Linked DNA regions of Hordeum vulgare: region 2 is linked to region 1. Evidence: chromatin contacts called from public Hi-C data. All regions are on one chromosome and are shown on one strand. The core of a region is the stretch at or near the end of the contact, and the rest is flanking DNA. Distances in the headings are between cores, read along the strand shown.

What was found. Hi-C and Micro-C count contacts between places; a contact is called where the count stands out from the background.
Region 2: a contact with region 1 is called in a Hi-C map of leaf, with 4 times the contacts expected there. The contact joins the promoter of LOC123426922 here to the promoter of LOC123426921 in region 1. A contact is called at or near these places in 3 of 6 Hi-C or Micro-C datasets (leaf and seedling).

The regions. Positions count from the first base shown.
Region 1 is chr2H:512,097,863-512,105,123 of MorexV3_pseudomolecules_assembly, reverse strand. LOC123426921 (30S ribosomal protein 3, chloroplastic) reads right to left here and starts at 2,832. Exons shown (of 2, transcript XM_045110831.1): 1 at 2,507-2,832; 2 at 1,225-1,676. The coding sequence starts at 2,770. The coding sequence ends at 1,395.
Region 2 is chr2H:512,328,510-512,335,770 of MorexV3_pseudomolecules_assembly, reverse strand. It overlaps LOC123426922 (MADS-box transcription factor 27-like), which reads right to left and starts at 3,784. Exons shown (of 7, transcript XM_045110832.1): 1 at 3,398-3,784; 2 at 2,641-2,719. The coding sequence starts at 3,579.

The DNA of each region.
Region 1 (7,261 bases), core at 1,583-4,082:
TTTCACGGAATGAACTCTGATTGAAACTATTTCACGATCTGACCTTTTTTGAAACGCCAGAGCCCGTGGCATTGCAGACGCACATAGAAACGTCAGTCTAATATGGCGTTGCAGACGCACATAGAAACGCCAGTCTAATGTGGCGTTGCAGACCACGAGTAAAACGTCATGGTCCATGGCGTTTCAGCAGTACACATGTTGCTGACAGCATGCCGTGGGCTGGCTGGATGTCGTCGCTGCGTTCCATAGTGGGTCTGCAACGCCAGCACTGTTGGCGTTTCACAATCGGCTTGCAACGTCACATTAGACTGGCGTTGCAAGAAAGAAAAAACGTCACGGTAGACAGGCGTGTCACTGTAGGACAGCAACGCCAGCACTGTTGGCGTTTCACCGTGGGTCTGCAACGCCACTGTAGACTGGCATTGCAGAAAAGAAAAAATGCCACAGTTGACAGGCGTATCTATGTAGGGCAGCAATGCCACGGTAGACAGGCGTTGCATAGTGAGGCAGCAACGCCACGGCTTGTGGCGTTTCTAAGAGAGTCAGATCGTGAAATGGTTTTAAATCTGGTTCATTTTGTGCTTACGTTTAGAAAAAATGTTAAAACAGTGAAAAAATCCGGTCACCGACGCGCATGTGCGGGTCCACCGGGATAATCAACGGTGAAGTTTTTTTTTCTTTGAAGCTACCTCCGTCCAGGTTTACTAGTCTTTTCTTTTCATTTTGGGTCAAACGTTGACCTTTGCTTTATTAAGCACCAAAAAGTAGGCTATAAACCGCAAAAGAAGTAACAACGAAAACCTGTTTCCAATATAAATTCAACAATATAAGTCTCGTGACATATAACTTATACTTCGGTAGTTTAATCTACGACCAAATTTGGGGACAAAATACGAAGACCAATAGACAAGGACGGAGTAGTACCAATGGCGAAGCCGGACGCTGGAAATCCCATTCTTTTTTCTAGCTAAGGTTTGTCAGGGGTGTTGACTCTTGACTGCTGAAATTGCATGGTAGCCGAGGATCAAGCTAGCCGGCAGAATATTGGTCATATGTCCATCCAGTGGTATTCCGATGCAGGTAGTGTCTTAAGCGTAGTATAATTTTATACTAGAGCTAATATAAAGTTAAGACAGTTATTTTAGGACGAAGGGAGTAGAACCATTCACGGTCGATCATCTTAAACACCGTCCTTGCCAATAACCGAACCCAAACACACCACCCTTGCAAGGATTAATCAAAATTCATTCTCCACAAACAGAATCATATGAGAAGAGATTGAATCGATCTACAGGATCATGTACCATGTGGCGTTGTGGCTTTAACATTAATTAACAACAAAGCAAGAAGAAAGACACTAAACAGGTTGTGAGGTTGGGAGAAGATAGAGCCCCTCATGTCGACAAGCTGCCGCCGCCTTGCTGCCAGAGGTTGATGATGTCCGTGGCCTGGTTGAGAAGGATGATCATCTGCTTCTGCGAGATCCACTCTTTCTCCTCGAGTTTCGCTCTCAGTTCCTCCCATGCATCTTTCCGCGGCCAGAAGTAGTAGGGGCTTAAGGGGATGCTACCAACACCCGGAACCATCTGGTCAAGCGCTATGCCAATGTTCTTCTCCATCCATATGAACTTCAGTACCAGCATCGGGTCCTGCTTTTCAGGCACCTCCACCTTGTACTGCCATGCACAAGTTTCAAATTATCTCAAATTTCATTCTGGCATTACAATTTTTGTCTGGCATGTGAATCCAGTTATGCTGTTTTAGCACAGCGCAAAATTAAAATGATTTACAATCAAAACCATTGTCACACTGTCGACTTTCTGATGTCGGACACTACCTCCACAAGCTTGTGCCGTACTGTAACGTGGTTATGATTTTCAGGATTTCAGTTTCAGTGGACTTTGGGACTATTCTCGTATGCTATTCGTTTAAAAAGTACTCCCTCTGTAAAGAAATATATGAGCATTTAGATCACACGAAGCGAAATGAATGAACCTATACTCTAAAATATGTCTATATACATTCGTTAGTCTATAGTGTAATCTTTAAAAGGTCTTATACTCCATCCGTTCCTAAATATAAGTCTTTGTAGAGATTTCACTGGTGGACAACATACGGATGTATATAGACATATTTTAGAGTATAGATTCAATCATTTTGCTCCGTATGTAGACCCTTAGTGAAATCGTTTAAAAGACTTATATTTATGAACGAAGGGAGTATTTAGGAACGGAGGGAGTATGCACTAAAGACGTATAGAAGTTCAAAACCATTCTTCTCCAATTTTATTTTGTGACATCATCGGACTCAATTTGTCTGTGGAAATGGACGGCCTAATAAATTTCAGTGAACAGGAGGACGGTACATTTGCAAACGGAATCTAACTGAACTCCTTCTATGTGCAAAAACAATGTACCAACTTCCACGGGCTGAGCTACATTCCAATGATTTATCGCACGGGCAGAAGATGACCCAAGTTCAGCAGAGCAGTTGAAAAGGCCATTACCTCCTCGCTTTCGACCACGGCTTCCGCGTCTCCTTCTCCGCCAAGTGGCTCGTCGTCCCCCAAACCGAAGTATGGCTCCCCCGCTTCGACGGCGGCGGCGGCGGCGGCGGCGGTGAGGCTGCGGAGCGAGCGAAGGGGTGGCCTCCTGCTCTTGAGGTGGACGAGGCTGGAAGAGGAGGAGGGTGTGGAAGGTCTGGGCAGGGAGACGCGGGGCCGCGACGCGAGGGCCGGCGTAGTAGCGGGGTGGACGGACATCGGGAGCATGGTGTAGTTCCGGATAAGAGAGGAGGAAGACGATGATGCCACACCTCTTCCTGTCTCCGCCTTTTCAGCTCTCGCTCGGCGAGTGATAGAACCCCGGCTGAGATGGTTTATGGGCTGGCCCGTGTAAGGCCCATAACAGTAGGTTGCCTTTTCGAAAGAGTACCAGGCCGCCATGGTATATCGTGATTAGAGGTAATACTATGTTTTTTCTTTTCTTTCTGCATTGCAAACTCCAGCTCTCAGAATCACTAATTAAGGAATACTTTTTTTTAAAAGGTCACTCCCAACTTCTCAGATTATGAAAAGTGGAAAATTGTATGTGTGTCACTTGTCACAACCTGGGAGTATTTACTTTTTTCGTAGATCCGTATTTTTAAAATATTTTATCGCTTTAACTGTGCATTCAAATCTTGAAGCATTTTCACGGTTGGATTTCTTGCGTCGAGATCTTCAAAATTAAATACCGTGTTAACAGATATTGATAAAAAAAATTACACAAAAAAATGGACTAAAAAATCATGCCTACCACAGAAGAAAAAAAACATGTTTTCTTTGTTTCCAAGAGACACGGTCGTGCGTCTCACGGAAGCGAAAAAACGTCCTCTCATAAAAAAAAACAGAAAATGCGTTTTTTCGTTTTCGAGAGGTACGACCGTGCCTTTCGAAAAACAAAATTGTGCCTCTCGCGAAAGAAAAAAATTGAAAACATGTTTTTTCCCGTTTCTGAGTGACACGATCGTGCCTCTCCTGAAAGCAAAACCGTGCCTCTAGCGGAAGCAAAACCGTTCCTCTTGCGAAAGAAAAACAAAGCAAAAAACATGGATTTTTTTCATCTCTGAGAGGCATGGTCGTGCCTCTCGCAAAATCAAATATGTGTCTTTCATGGAAGAAAAAACATGCTTGCTTTTTTCACGAAAAAAGTTGAATTTTTTTTCGTCCAAAAGCTAAGAAATACCGGTGGAAAAACCAGAACATCGAAAACGAAAAAAATCGACTAAAAAGTCAAAAACGCGTGCAAAAAAATAAAAAAAAATCTAAAGAAACGCTCAGGACGTGACACGTGACGGCGGTTGAGAACATGTCAAGTGACATCACGTGAGAGTGATCGTTCAAAGGCTTTGAAAAGAACCCTCGTCAACTAGTTGCTTCTTCCAACTCTTCAAAAAAGGAGACCTCCTTCCTATTAATACATATGTAAAATGTAAAATGGATACCATTTAAGCCCGCATATGGTCTAACAGTTTAATGAAGTTTTTTCCCCGATCAAAATGAACCCACGTTAGGAAAACTAACTAAGCGGGACTTACGAAAGCCGTTTATGTTAAGAACAGTAAAACTGCACCTAATTCCTGCCCTCTCAATAATTAGACGTTTCTGGCCGTGGATTTCGTTAACAAGGCATTTTTCACCGTTGGATCTTCGCTAAGCTGTACGTTAATGCCGAAGTGGGCTCAATGTCGCAAGGCAGCTGCTCCCGTAGGTTTTTCTGAGCCCTCTCGTTAATTGGGTTGCATCGGGCCCATTACCCCGCTCATGCCCAAAGCAACGAAGAACAGTAAAACAGCACCTAATTCCTGTCCTCTCAATAATTAGACGTTTCTGGCCGTGGATTTCGTTAACTGGGCATTTTTCACCGTTGGATCTTCGCTAAGTTGTGCGTTAATGCCGAAGTGGGCTCAATGTCGCAAGGCAGCGGCTCCCGTAGCTTTTTTCTGAGCCATCTGGTTAATTGGGTTGCATCGGGCCCATTATCCCCGCTCATGCCCAAAGCAACGAAGAAACCTTTGCGTCTCGTGAAAAAAATCGCTCCAGAGAGGAGGTGCAACCGATACAGACACGATGCACACGGCACACGAGGCGCCAGTGGATCCAGGCTATGCGCGATGTGCGCGAGGTTATCCAGTACCAGATCCAGTGGCAGCCGCTCAAGGGTATCTAGCCCGGGATGCGCTTGGGGCGGTTCATTCACCCGGTGGACGCGGGACGCGGGCGACAACGGAGATGGTTGTCCGTGGCTAGACGGAGCTGGCCGTGCCTCGCGGCTAAGATCGAGGACGGAGACGGATGGAGGTTGTGGCGGCTGAGAAAATTGGTTATTTGCCATTTTCAATACCTGGCTTCGCAAAATTGCCACTTTCAACGTTGGCTTTGCAAAATTGCCACTCTGCTCTTTGGCTTCTTGATTACCATACCACTTCTCTCTTTTTAGTGATTTCCTTTTTCTTTTTTACATTTATAAGCATAGGAAAAGACCAAACTACCCCTAATTGTACATACATCTGACTGGGAGACCACCGCCCCGCCCATCCCGCTCGACCACCGCCCCGCCCGAGAGACCACCGCCCCGCCCACCCGCCCGACCACCGTCGTTGACGCTCGCCCCGCCCGACCAACCGTCCCGCCCGTCCACCGCCCCGCTCCACCACCGTCGTTGAGCTCGCCCTGCCCGACCACCGCTGTCGCCGCCTGCCAGTGTGCCCGCGCGGCGCTTGCGTCGCTCGTCCCGGTCGCCTGAAGGAGACAGTAGGGGCAGGAAGGAGAGTCCCAGGAGGATGAGGAGGTTGAGGGAGAGGGTTCCAGCTTTTGCTAACTTCAGACAAAGGGGACAACAATAAGGAGGTATTCTGATGATGTATGTTTTTAGTTTAATCATAGGATTAATGATCAAATTTCACATGCCTCGATGCTGCATGATTGCTGAGATAGTTTAATCATAGGATTAATGGTCAAATCATAGGATGTATGCTCCATGTTGTTATGGGCTGATAGTCATTTTGTTCGGATTGTAGTTTTTTGTTCACATGACAAGAATAATAATGAGACATAAATTGTTGCATCTCAAAACTAGCTTAAATTTTGAGTTCCAAGCTCATGGAAATTATGAGATCACATCTCAGAGTGAATAAAACTACTAGTGAGTTCATTTCTCCCATAACAAGCACATTTCAAACAGATAATTCATCCAACCAGTAGCTTCCTCTTTGGAGTCATCTTCTTTGGTGGAGCTGCTGTCGGCATCCTCCTTGGGGTCATCTTCTTTGGTGGAGTTGTAGTTGTCATCCTCTCTGGAGTAGTTCTAGTGGTTTGTGAAGAACTACCCTCCCCCAACAAGATAGCAAGGCGGCTGCACACATGTATGCTATCACATTTAGATAAAATATTTTTCTTCCAGTTGGACATTGTTGAACATAGAGATGTTGGTCGTTGAAGCTTACCTTCTGGTGACCATGGTTGGACTATCATGTAGTATTTGTTCTCTAGTAGGTCTTAGTGGGCTGCTAGGTTCAGCTGGTCTAACTTTTGTACTGTTCTTTCTAGGCTTCCTCTTCCTGTAATTCAATATTTTTTAAAATTTTTGGCATGATGTGATAATTTAAGCTTTGAATAAAATAAAAACACTTGCCTTTTTTTGGTTCCATTGAGTGGACACTTATAACTAGCTTGCCTATGACCCTTTTCGCCACATTTCTTGCAAGTCACTGGCCCTCTAATCATTTTCTTCCCCTTAGAATTGGTGGGACCAATGCTATCATCCTTGGAAGTGTCATTTACACCTTTCTTCTTGTGTCCACCTTCAAGACATCCTATGATCCTCAGTTTTCTCTGTCTTCCTTTATTTCTTTTTGCAAGTGGTGCCCCCACAACAAATGGTAGATCCACGCGTGGCCATTGTGATTTATCTGTCATTGGCTCAATCTCTCTCCCATAAGCAGCCTTGAATCTACCCACAGAGTAGTACTCATGCACAAATTGTTCAAGGTTTACTCTCTTTTGGGATGTCACAAAGGCCAAGACATGTTGACATGGCTTACCAGACATGTTGACATGGCTTACCATACATGTTGACATGTCACAAAGCCAAGGCATACCGTCCTTTTCATCTCTGAAAAGTGCAGAAAGTTAAACCGAACCTGGGACACATTGACAGTCCTTTTCATCTCTGAAAACTGCAGAAAGTGGAAGAATAGCAGCATTATACCGTCCAGAATCCATGAATAAGGCGCCGACGAGATCGGCGACAGACGACGTTGACGAGAGCGTCGACGAGATCGGCGGGAGATGACGTTGACGAGAGCGTCGACGAGATTGGCGGCGCACGACGTTGAAGAGATCGGCGACATACGACGTTGACGAGAGCGTCGACGAGATGGGCGTCACGACGTTGACGTACTCGTCCGCACGACGTTGAGGAGATCGGCGGTGCACGACGTTGAGGAGATCGGCGGCTGCTCGGCGGCCGCTGCGTATAGGCAAGAGGAGATGTGTATAGGCACGAGATCGGCTGTCCACGTATTCTGGGCAGCACGAGATCGGTTGTCCACGTATTCTGGTCAGCACGAGATCGGTTGTCCACGTATTCTGGGCAGCACGAGATCGGCTGTCCACGTATTTTGGGATGTCACATAAGCAGATGCTTGTTGTATGGAGATCTCATCAATCAGTACGTGAATATATAATCAGGAGTAGTTTGGTCTTTTCCTATGCTTATAA
Region 2 (7,261 bases), core at 2,535-5,034, 230 kb before region 1:
TTTACTCTTTACATATACACTTTAATGTCTTCCGCTGGTATACTCTTGTAGAATTGCTTGTGTAGGGTGTTTGTAGGCTAGAGATATAAAAGCTAAAAACTACCATAAACTTAATATTGGAAACGAGTCACTAGCTAGTCTATTCAACCCCCCACTAAGCATAGTAATGTTTATACATGTGCTTCAAATGGCCTTTTCCTGATTATTGGTTCGACACTAGTATAACTTTTCCCACCCCTCGCAGGTACCATACTTTATTGATTATAAAGTAGCAATAAATATGGATGATTATGAGGACTTGCATGGCTTCAGACGTCTGACTTTGGGTAGACCTAGAAGATCTAGCGATTTGGGCAATGGCTAAATGTTGATAAGTCCGGAGAAAAAGAAGAAAAAGAAGGGGAGTATGTTTCATAAATGAATGGGAGAGTTATAATGAAGCCACCCACATATATGCACCCCACCTCACGTGGTCACCTTACCTAAAGTTTTTGAATAAACATAATATATGATTCTTGTCCAACAAAAGTAGTTCACAACGAATCTTGGTCAAGTGTCACTATGTGATCGAGGTTGGATCTACTATAGATTGATAATGGCGAGGTTGGTGCAATAAATAAAGCTTGACCAAGTAAATTGTAGAATTAAGCATGGAACATGGACTAGATACCTAGCTAGCGACTAAACATGCTAAGACAATGAGTTTTTCCCCAAGACATCTCAATTATTCTGTTTTTTTCATGGGCATGATCAGGAAGTAAGCCGACACATGTTGGTATCCAATGATGTGATGTTGTGGTGATAGCAACAAGGATGCACTCTACAATCTAACCCACATGGGCTTGCCACTGGATGCAAATGTGGTGGAAGGATGAAACACTCTCGGGAAGAGCCTTGTCCCGAGGAGTTGCAGTGTTGAGCATGTATCTTCCTCCTTTGATTCTTTTGTTGAAGAGCTCATATCCTCTTATTTGGACCATTGTGAGGGTTTTACACGTTTGTGCTCTTGTTGGCCGTTCTTTGTATGGTTTTGGTTTACACACTAGTATCATATTGTCAATTCATTTATTCCTTTGAAAAATCTCAATACAAAGTTGTGGATATGATGTATTTCTTATTAAATTATCTCGCTTTGCGCTACGATGGTACATCATAATATGGTACAAGAGTGTCCTCTCTGATCCTTAATTACAATATCACACCATCTTTTTCTTAGATCTAAGCTCAGTTAGCTATACGATTAATCGCTCCTTTCCAATGAACAAGGCACACAACATCCCGAAATTCAACTTTTACCATGAATTATACCAACCACATGCGGATAATATGTGATAAACATCATACTGTTGAATTCGTATTGAAAAAAAGTTTTTAACGGTATACTGTCTAAGTCACAAAAATATACATTATTAGCCTAATTCGTGGTCAAAGTTAGATTTTGGGAAGCGTGCACACCTTATTCATTGGAACGGAGAAAGTACATTCCCCAATTCCTCGAAATGTAATAACAGCCCAGATATCTTGGCCATCAACGATTTGCATCTAGTACTAATTTCCCGCTAAAGGGTATGAGAACACCCAAGTAGCATGAAACATCATTCTTACTACTACATGCAATAATGGTCAAAACATAGCAACAGTTGACTGTTCAGCAGGCTCGTAAGTCGTAACTAACTTGCTATAACTCTGTCCAGTTTAAACATGCTTGAAGTGGCCTAGCTATTTCAAGCAATCTTGAGAGGGAACAAGTCCCTTACTTTGTATATACCTCGATGGTTTTTCTGTTGAACTTGGTCCGCGGCACTACATTATGCACTATTTGATTACCTCTATCCCTTTAGCACATTAAAACCTAACCTTAGTACTTGTTATAGCTGACGTGAGCCGTAGCTAGTTGCTGTAATTCACAACATGATTATGAAGGCCGTAGTGACGACCAAGTAACATAACTACCCATTGTTGAAACTGTCTACTGCGTGCATACCTTCTGAGCTTCCTTATATAACTACCCATTCTTCAAACTATGTACTGGGTGCATACATTCTGAACTTCGTTAACTATATAAACATCTCTACCGCCAACAAAATAATGCCTAAGCTGGCGTCTGCACCGTAGTTATAGTCAACATGATCAAGAGTTCAAGACACCTTATCTCGTGCGCATACATACAACACTTCTGTACAAATGAAGAGCAAAAGTAGCACTGCATCTATTTACTTTGAAATCAAAGATAAAACAAACCTCACAGTAGACACCAACTCATTGCCAAACTCATGTATGCATGGATGTTGCAGATAAACGTCCTTTCAATTTAATTTAGTATTTTGATCCCTCGATTTACATGCTAACTGTAGCAACAGTTGCTCTCTTGTTCTTGTATATGTAGTTTATGGATGCTAGAAAGACAATTTACCTTGTTGTCTGTTTCTTATCTAACTTGTTTCCTGAGGCTGTTTAAAAACTTTTACTCAACTAGTGTGACAGACGCGCTGGGGGTGGGGTAGGGGTGTGCTGCTGGTGGTGGTATTGTAGTAAAGAGGTGAAACTATTAAAAACCAATATAACTAATGAGCCAGCTGTAGGAAACAGCAGCAGTTTCACCCGACGAAAAATTGTTTATCTAAGGTCTACAAGGCTTACCTTAAGCTCCGAGTTGGGGTTTGCAACAAGTTGCTGCTCCTCCTTCGCTCGGCCATATCGATCTATCACTGACTTCATACTGCAAGAATTTGATCGAACAACACACCAATAAGAACAGATTCTTATGTAATTTACAAACAATTACTGTACTCATGTGAAGTCGTCTGAGGTGAACATGGTTCCCACTTCCCACATAGTACCAGAAAACCCTAGATCTATATTACTCCCTCTGTAAAGATATATAAGATTGTTTAGTTCACTATATTAGTGATCTAAACGATCTTATATTTCTTTACAGAGGGAGTACTTCATTTTGACAAGGAGATATGTATTTTCTTCATTCCAGTGTGTAGTTAGGATCAAGCTAAGAAATGCATGGAGAACAGTAAATAGTTAGAGGGCCGGAGTACATAAGAGGCTAGATAGAAGGTAAATAGAATAAACAAAAGATGTGCAATTTTTTAAGCTGATTCTAAAAGGAAACAATTTGTCATACTACTATACTAGTATTCTTCTTACTCATGGCCGCTGTATGCATGTGTTACAGGCAGCTGTACTCTTGATGGTTGGTGGCCTTTGCAGATAAACACAAATATATTTTCGAAAAGTTCTCTCAAAAATTTAAACAAGCTTTCAAAGGTGAAATCACAGGCATCAGAAGCTAATCAACAAAACAAGCATGTAGTTTTCATGATCAAAGTAGCTTGTTTTTTCTGAGAAAATGGGAAATCAAACAGAAGCAATGGAATCCATTGACCTGGAGCTGGCGTACTCATAGAGGCGGCCGGTGCTGGAGAAGATGACGAGACCGACCTCGGCATCGCAGAGAATACCCAGCTCCTTGGCCTTCTTGAAGATCCCATTCCTCCGCTTCGAGAACGTCACCTGCCGGCTCGTGGAGTTGTCGATCCGCCGGATCACTATCTTGCCCCGCCCCATCTTCAAATACCTCCCACACGCGGAGAGCGAGCTACCCCGGTGCAGAGATAAGCTGGGTGGATCTAGCTGCCGGAGCTCTGGAAGGAGAAAGTTCCCAGGTTTCCCAGATAGGCTGATTGGAGGGGAGAGAGAGGAAGAGGAAGGGGAGAGGAGTCTTCTGCTGGTGGCTCTGCAACTTGTCTTTCCTTTAGTTGCCCAACTTCCTTAAATTAGCAAGCAAATGGAAGGGGAAAGATACCCCCCGATTGGCTAGGATCATAAGATAGGTTAGTTTATTGTAAATGCTAAACAAGTGATGATAATTATGGGGGCATGGGCCATCTTGGAAAGGATGCCCCAAATTGGTTGCACGCAAGAAAGGTAAAGTAAGGCATTGTACAGTAGTAGATATAAATTTTTATTTAAATACCTTGGATGTCATTTAGGGACAAGTCAAGATATGAGGCTGTCTTTAAAAAGATGCAACCTTGATTTCTTTAGTGGGATGGAGAAAAGCAAACGAAGAGAAAGTGCGGCTATATGTTTTTTTGCAGGTTATTTATACTCCCCCGTCTTAAAATAACTGTCTTAACTTTGTACTAGCTCTAGTACAAAGTTATATTAAGCTTAAGATATTTATATCGAGACGGATGGAATATGAGATCGTGTACATGACATACATACAATATATTTGATTTTGTATCTTGTACAGAGCAAATAGTAGTGATGGATATATGACAAATTGTGCTTGGCTTTCAAACCCCCATGGAGCACGGTTTTTGAAGAACTCAAAAAATCCGAGAACCGGGCACTAGAGCCCAGCGGCTGAGTAGTGTCACATCCGGGCTGTCCATGTTTTAAATCTCGTCGGGAACGAATTTATGGCACCTCATTCGGATGTGGGTTCTATTTTAATATATAAGCCACGGGATCCATGGTCCTCGTGTTTTTCTAAATCTTAAAAAATGAGTTTAGGCTTAAAAATTATTCTAAAAAAACACATACCTATGGATGTATACTGCTTGCTTGTTTGTATAGTTTCATGGTGAAATACATTTTCATGCAAACTACACAAACAGAAAAACTCACATGTTTCTAGCACATGCGCTATACACTATAAAAGACCATGCACACAAGACATTTAAGGGATTCAAACAACATGTAGAAAGTTATGGCTACACATTATATGTAAATGAATATATAACACAAGGGATCATTATATTATATGAATGATAGAGAGTATTTCTGGTCTACCAAGTATTGCTTAAAAGTTAACTATGGTCCTTTAAGCCAACTAATTTGAAAGAAATGCACATAAAGATTACATTTTGAAACTAATAAAGCAATAGTGTAAAAACTAATTTTAGAAAAGAAATTTATATACAACTATTGTATGAATACGACAAAAAGGTAAACATAAGAGAAATGAAAACAAATTCGTAATTTTACTGGTGAATTTGTATTTCTACCCTATTTTAATTTTTAATTTTTTATATTTACACATTTTTTTATCATTTTGTTTGTACATTTGTGCTGACTAAACTGCCACGAGGGGTGTAAAAAAAACTGCCACAAGTGCAGAACGACAGTTACATCGACTAGACCTTTATCTAGTGAATTTTCAAGCTTTAATAGAGAAAATTCAAACAATTGCCTTGCGTCATATTCCCATTTGGCAACCCCTCCATCCCACCTATATAAGATAAACGTTCGACCCAAAAATTCAAAGGGGGTAACCAGCTGTCTAACGTCTCAAATAGGCTTTTACCTTACTTTATATATAAATCATCGAACCGAAATACACGACCGAACAATACAATAGAGCACTTGTTTAGCCGTACCAGTCGTCAGATTGCCTTGTGATCCGCAAAGTGTCTGGATCCCGAGGGCACACCTAATTTTAAGTTTTACTTTCTGAAGCGTGATATTTTGGCGGTTTTGGAACTTAGTATTTTATCGGCCGTTCATACTAAATTTAAGATGTTCAAACTTAACAGAAATTTAAAAGTTCATCAAAACACATTCAAAATTGATCTTTTTGAAAGCCGTCATCATAAACACATGAATATGAAAGCAAAAATTAATTTGGTCTTTTGGTTCAAAAGATGTGAAAGATTAAAATCAAAAGCCAAAAGAAAAAAGGGCCGCGGGGCACCGCACTGGCGTGCTACACATCTCCTTCCCTTCCAGTTCGATGCAGGAAAAAAAAACAACCTAAGAAAGACGTAGACGATTACGTACTCTCACGGTCACCTACCTCGGCATTACCTAAGCGCCGCCTTAATCAATGTGATAGCTTAGGTTGCACAATTGTGGCTACTAGTAGTACGAAAATTGTTTCTCGTAATTAAACTTATCGCGCTGATCGCGTGGATCTAATATAATGCGGTTGCCGTACCAGCCACATGGGGACCTGGCTTTTTATAACTCCGGCCGGTCGCCGTCGCTGTATAAGAAAGGCAACGTCCTTCCTAGTTTATACTAAATCGAACAAAACGACGCGGGGCCATCGACGGGAATAGCCATGCCGTTCCAAGTCAAGACTCTGCTGCTCTGCCGTAAGCTAACTAGCTAGCTAGCTGGCTAATTAAGCAACCTCATGTGACCATGATTTGATTGATTCTCATCTCTGATGCAAACCGTACTAGTACTCCTCCGTCCCAAAATAACTATCTCAACTTTATACTAACTCTAGTACAAAGTTGTACTAAGTTGAAGACACTTATTTTGGGACGGAGGGAGTAATACTTACGAAATATGAAATTCGATCATACATGTATATATATAGAGGAGCGCATATATAGATCTGCAGACTGTACATACTTCCTCCATTTGTAAATACTTTAAATATTAGGCTTGACTAAAAATATTTCCGCCTCCCATAGTAATACAATAATTATTGGTAATTCTTTTAATAAATAAATAAAAAGTCAAAAAATATTTTGAAATAACCTTGACCTCTCATTATATTGTAAAAAGAGTTTCACAAAAAGAAAAAGAAAACTACATCGCCTTCTTTTCAAAAATAATAATTTTTTGTCCCAAATAGTGTGAATAGTGACCCTATAATGGCAAATAACTTTTGTTCTTTTTGCCCAAAGTCAACACTAGTGCTTTTTCATGAAAAATTATATACTAGTGCAAATGAAAACAACCACTCGTTCCTAAACGTCGTTCAACGATGAACAGAGGGGCTCCAGGTTGATGGCTATGATACTCCCAAACGTATCTATACTTTTTATTGTTTCATACTATTACATCACATTTAAATATTTTTGCAGCAATTTATATTATTTTTATAGACTAACCTATTAATTCAGTATCTAAAGCGAGTTGTTGTTTTCTGCATATTTTTGGTTTTACAGAAAATTGATTTCTTCGGACCTCTAAATACCGTGGGGATTTTTGATGTTTTTTTTGAACGAAGAAGGAACGAGAGGGCAACGAAGGGGTGAGTGGGTAACTTACACGCCCCACGCATACAGGGGCATGGTGGGCCCGTTTGGCGCCCCTCCACACGGCCTTTTGCTCATTTATTGCCTATGAATCTCACAATTCCTAAAACCAATATACCATTTTCCATATTTTTTCCTCCACCGCAAGCTCTTGTTCCGTGAAGATCCAATCTAAAGGCCTTTTATGTCATGCTGCCGGAGGGGGAATCCATCACCGGAGCCATCTTCATCAACCCTTTTGCTACCAT